Regions from separate parts of the Oryctolagus cuniculus genome. Here region 1 is linked to region 2. The links are chromatin contacts, called in public Micro-C maps. All regions are on one chromosome and are shown on one strand. The core of a region is the stretch at or near the end of the contact, and the rest is flanking DNA. Distances in the headings are between cores, read along the strand shown.

What was found. Hi-C and Micro-C count contacts between places; a contact is called where the count stands out from the background.
Region 1: a contact with region 2 is called in a Micro-C map of ear pinna, with 7 times the contacts expected there. The contact joins the enhancer-like site here to the promoter of REEP4 in region 2. A contact is called at or near these places in 2 of 6 Hi-C or Micro-C datasets (ear pinna and an unstated tissue).

The regions. Positions count from the first base shown.
Region 1 is chr8:1,236,239-1,238,938 of mOryCun1.1, reverse strand. No RefSeq gene overlaps it. Among named protein-coding and RNA genes, the nearest start is that of FGF17, 9.1 kb to the left of the region's middle. Within about 2 kb of position 1,383, at least 4 of the 8 cell types and tissues checked have an H3K27ac peak or open chromatin away from gene starts, as enhancers often do. A contact at or near this core is called in ear pinna, where this site is marked.
Region 2 is chr8:1,167,135-1,169,834 of mOryCun1.1, reverse strand. REEP4 (receptor accessory protein 4) reads right to left here and starts at 1,449. Exons shown (of 8, transcript XM_051836762.2): 1 at 1,198-1,449; 2 at 370-442. The coding sequence starts at 1,229.

The DNA.
Region 1 (2,700 bases), core at 134-2,633, 69 kb before region 2:
GGGGTCCCTTGAGGCTCCCCGCAGAGGGAGCGGGCGAGGGGAGACTTGCCAGGGCACCCCAGCCCCAGCGCTAAGGGGCTCCCTTCGGGCACCCTCCCTCCATCACCGGGGGACAGGCCGTGGGAGCACAGCTTCCTCTTCCTCCCGGTCCCCGCCCCTGCCGCCAAGCCCGGGCAGGTTGTCTTGGCAACGGGAGGCGGGAGGCGGAGAGGAGATGCGCCAGGGGATGTATGTCTGCGAGGAGGCTGCTGCGCGCCTGCCCCACGCCCCAGGCCCCTGAAGGTACCGGGAATCCTGCCCCTCTCCCATGGGTCCTCCCCACCCGGGGCTCATGACCCACCTCGTTCCAGTCCCCTCGCCGAGCTGTCTTTCCCATTGCCAGCTCATTCCAGCCTGCCTCTGGGGACCCCTGCACCGGAAGACACATCTCCCGGGGTGGGGCTGGGGGTGGGGTGGGGCTCTGGGTAAGCGAGGTGGTGGGGAAAGCAGGGGCCGTACAGGGCCAGAGTGTGCAAGCCCCTGGCGCTCCTCCCCCAGAGGCACGGAGGGAGACCATCCGGGGCTGCAGTGGGGCTGGGGCCTCTTCTCTCTCCCAGACCTGATGGCAGGCCAGCAGGGTGCAGCTGACGACCTAGAGAGGCTGGGCAGAGCCAGCCTGGTTAGGGGAAAAGGCGGGGGAGCCCCTCCCCCAGCAACCGCCACCCCCCGCCCAGCGCTCGCCTGCCTAGCTCTTCGAGGTTCCGTGGTTCTGTACCCCTGGCCAGGGAGCCCCGCTTCTTCGTCCCCGTTCTCAGTCTCCATCGCTCCTGCGTTCCGGAACCCGCCCTGGAGGTTGCAGGCTGCCTGCTGCCTCCCCCACCCCACGACACGTCTGCTCCTCCTCCTTGGGGAAGGGGCCACCGAGGGCACTCACCTGTCCCCTTCGGTCCCCAGGCCCCCCTCCCCAGATTCTAGATTCCCCCATCAACAGCTGATAGCATCAGCTGACCGGCTGTGGTCAGTGGTTGCCAGGGCGACGGCCAGGCTGCCTAGGTAGGCAAGTCTGCAGGCAGGCGGGCAGGCGGGCAGGCGGGCAGGCGGCCGAGGTCAGCGGCCAGCCCTGTGACCCCCCCTCCTCCCCCGCCTAGGGCTTGGGGTGGTTGAGGCTTTGCCAAAACCGGAAAAGTCACGTTCCTAAGCGCTGAGGCCTGGGGGTCACCTGGCAGGCAGCTCCCCTTTCACGAAGGCGCCCTGGGGAGAAGTGGGGTCCTTCTCACTGTCTCCCCTGCGCCCTATCGCCGTTCCCAGGGGACTCGGGTTACCCAAAGGCCGGCCCAGTCTCCAGGCCTGCCTGAGCAGCGGGTGCCTCAGGGGGAGGCTAAGCTGGCACCTGGCTAAGCCTACACCCCCACGACGCCCCCGGAGGCAGGGGCCCCCGAGGCTCTGTTGCTGCTGGTGGGCATGATGGCTGGGGTCGCCCCTGGTTATCAGTGAGGCCCCCACACCCGCCCCTCGGCCTCCGCTGCCGCCTGCGAGGCTGTGTGCGTGCGGGATCGCGGGCGGCGGCGGCCGATTGTGCTTCGTCATGACGCCGGGCTAATGCTCCCCTTGTCTGAAGCGGATCGCGCCGCAGCCGAGCCGGCGCGGGGGACGAGCTCGCGCACCACAACCCACGCCCTCGGCCGCGGCCGCCGCCGCCGCCGCACGCGCCTGGCGGGAGGTGGGGCGGTGCGGGAGAGCGCGGGTCCCGGCGAGATCGGAGCGCTCAGCCGCGACCAGCTCCCTCCTACACAGCTCCCACCCCACCCACCCGAGCCCGCGCTCATCCTGTTGTTTGCGCTCCGGGGAAGCGCGGCTGGGTTCCTGGAAGAGCCGCGGGGTGCCTGGGTTCCGGAGGAAAGCCGCGACCGCCGGGGGCCGGCCCGCACCCCTGGGGCCTCGGGGTGCCTGGGCCGCGGGGGCTGGGAAGAGGTAGGTGGCACGGGGTCTCGGCCAGGCTTCAGCTCTGTGGGCGCTGGGGGCTGTAATACCTGCCTGGGAGCAGGGCTTAGGGTGATGCACGGTTCTCCCAGCCAGGGGAGCCGCTGGGGCCCCTGCCTCGTTCTGGGTTTGTCTGATCAGACCTCCCTCCCTGTGGTTTGGAGAGGGAAGGGATGTGGCGCTGGGATCACCTGGGAGCTGCTTCGTTTAGCTGAATACAGGGAAGAGGAGGCCTCTGCCTGCCTCCCCTCCCACCAGTCCAGATCCTGGAGGCTGCCGGGTGTGCATGTGGGGGGGTCCCCTGGGGGCTCCACGCTGTTGCTTGGGAGTCATTGAGGAGCCCAGGGAAGAATGAGGCTGCACCTCCCAGTGCTGGCTACTGCCCTGCTCCAGGGGTTGGGGCTGAGCCGGCACTCGGGCCCTGGGGCGCCCTGGGGCTCCCTGTTCCTAGCTCTGGCCTTGCTGGGCCGGTGCAGCTGGTGCTGCCCTCCCGGGAGCCTGGTTCCTAGGCTGTATGAGTCAGGGGAGCAGAGCCAGCAGCAGGGCTGTTGAGCTGTGAGGGCTGGAGCTGGCTGCTCGGTGGGGGATGGGGAGTCCTGTGGGTGCATGTGGGCCTCCTTGCAGCTCCGTGTGTGACTGTGTGGGCGCCTCACTGGGGGGAGAGTAGGGGTGTGAGCTGGCAACATGGTGGTGGAGTCTCCCGTGTGCACCCATGTGCACCCGTGTGCGTGAGTTCTGCAG
Region 2 (2,700 bases), core at 200-2,699:
GCCCAGCCTGGATTCCACAGAGCCCGCCCTGCTGCACTGCTGCGTTCCCCGGTGCTGCTCAGCCCTGCACACACCCCTGGCCGGCTTCGCCCACAGGAGCCCCGGCGGTGGGCGGCACCCTCTCCCCTGCACCACGGCCACGTGGCCGGGCCTGGTCTCTGCAGGTGCACTTGGGTCATTGTCCCCCGCCCCGGAGGAGGGGCGACCAGCTCAGCCTTCACACACCTTGCCCACGGGAGCCCCGCGGTGGGTGGCACCCTCTCCCCTGCACCACGGCCATGTGGCCGGGCCTGGTCTCTGCAGGTGCACTTGGGTCATTGTCCCCCGCCCCGGAGGAGGGGCAGCCAGCTCAGCCCCTGCCCCACTCACATATTCACGAATGTTCTTGGTCTTCACGGCTTTGTAGGACGCATAGGCAGGGTACAGCATCCCAAACACCAGCCTGGAAGAAGAGGCACAGGGTGGGTGAGGGGCCCCACCCTGCCCTGCTTGGAGGGGGTGCCGGGTGCCAGCGCCGGCCCTGTTTTTCCCGCTTGGCTTGCACAACCCGAGGTGCCTGAGTCAGTGTCCTGGAGGCCACCTCCCCACCCCGCTGTTTACAAACAGCCCCGGCCTGCCCGGGCCTGCACCGGTGGCCCATGGGTGCACGACGGAGCCAGGACACAGCCACCCAACAGGCTCCCACGGCCATGTGAGCGGGCCCAGGGCCACCAGCCAGGGATGCACGGGCAGCACAGAGCCAGGAGGCTGAGTCACGTGACTCGCTCACCTGGGAGGCAGGCACCTGGCTTCCCCCGCCCAGCCCACAACGTGCCATATCACCGGGCGTTCGCCAAGGGGCAGTGCCCGCCTGCAGCCCTCAGCCCACACACCTGCTTGCAGGGCTTGGGGGAAGGGGTCGCCAGCAGCCCAGGAGAGGGCCCAAAGTCCATTCCCCTCGCGGTGTAGGGGGGAGGAGCGCAGGGCCCCCGGCCCACGCACCTGTCTGCAGGGCCGGGGGGGAGGGGTCGCCAGCAGCCCAGGAGGGCAGGGGAGGGGGCCGAGCGTGCGCGGGCTGCCCGCAGCTCCGTTCCCCTCGCGGTGCAGGGGGGAGGCGCGCAGGGCCCCCGACCCACCACCAGGCCCCCGGCCCACCACACCCCGGGCGGCGCCTGGGGACGCGGTGGGGGGGGGGTGTCTTCAGGCGGCCGTACTCACACCACCAGGCGGCAGATCATCCAGGACACCATGCTGGAGGGGAGGGCAGCGCCCCGGGAACACGCCCACGTGGGGGCCGCGCCGGTCAGCGCAGGTGCGGGGTCGCCGGCGGCGGGGAGTCCGGCCCGGGGCCGGCACGTCGCAGCCTGCGCGCCTGCGGGTCGCCGCGGTCCCACCGCGCCGGCCACCGGCCACCGGCTCCGGCCTGCGGGGGCGGAGTCTGCGACTCACTTGAAAGTTGCTCGGCGCTGGGCGCTGCCCAACCCCAGCGCGCCGGCGGGCGGCGCAGGCGCAGTGCGGCCTCGAGGGGCGGGGCTTGCTCCGGCGCGAGGCCCGCCCCTTAAAGGGGCCGCGCGCCTCGGGGCGACTCCTGCCTGGGAGGACAGGTGCAGGGGGCGGAAGCCGCCGAGGACGGCCGGCAGTCGGGCGGGAAGAAGTGCGGTGGCGGGCCGGCTTCTCTCCGCGTGTTTCCCTCTCGCCTCGTTCCCCTCCCCTGTAAAATAAGACGGAATCGGCGTCTGAGGAGGGCGGGGGCTCTCCCCGGGACCCTCGGGCACCTGCTGGGAGAAGGCTCCTCTGAGTGTCCATTACCACCCCAGGGTGCTGGGCTGACCGAGGGGAAGGGGCGAAGCCGAGGGACTCAAGGCGATTTGGGGGTTCCCTCCTGCCACCCTCGGGCTGACTGGTGATTCCAGAGAGTGGCGGTGAGCCCCCAGCTCCCCCACACCTTCTCCCCCAGGCCTGCCCAGTCAGTACCCTGGGAGGTAAGCAGTAGCTGGGAGCGCGCGCGCGCCAGTTGTGGGGTGCGTAGGCCTGGCATGTGGCGAAGCCGGTTAAGCCACCGATCCCGCCCCGTTTTGAGTCCTGGCTGCTCAATTCAATCCGCTTGGAAGCCGCTTCCAATCCAGCTCCCTGCTAATGCACCAGCGAGAGATGGCCCAAGCGCTTGGGTCCCTGCATCCACGTGGGAGACCTGGAACCTGGCTTCAGCCTGGCCCGAGCTCCCCGTCCCCCACGCTTGGCCATTTGGAGAGTGAGCCAGCAGATGGAAGATTCTCTCCTCTCTCTGTCACTCTGCTTTTCAAATCAATACAGCACATCTTTTTAAAAGAAATCTTTCCATTAGGAGGTGCCCCAGCCAGTGAGCAACAGGGGTTTGTACAAAGTTCACCCTGTGGAGTTCATTGCTGCTGCCAGCCCTGACGGCTCAGCAGTAGGGGCTGAGGGAGCCCCAGAGCTGGGGGACGTGGACCGAAACATTCCCTGGGGGAAGGTGTAGGCATGGTGTTCGTAAAGCTCCTGGAAAATACCCAGCGGAGGAGGAGAGCTGCCCTCTGGTGGTTCACTCCTCAAATGCCCACAATGGCCAGGGCTGCACCTGCAACCTGGAAATTCAACCCAGGTCTCCCTGTGGGCCAGGAACCCAGTTACTGGAACAGTCACCTGCTGCGTCCAGGAGGCAGAGCTAGCCCAGGTGCTGTGGTGTGGACTGGGATGTCCCAA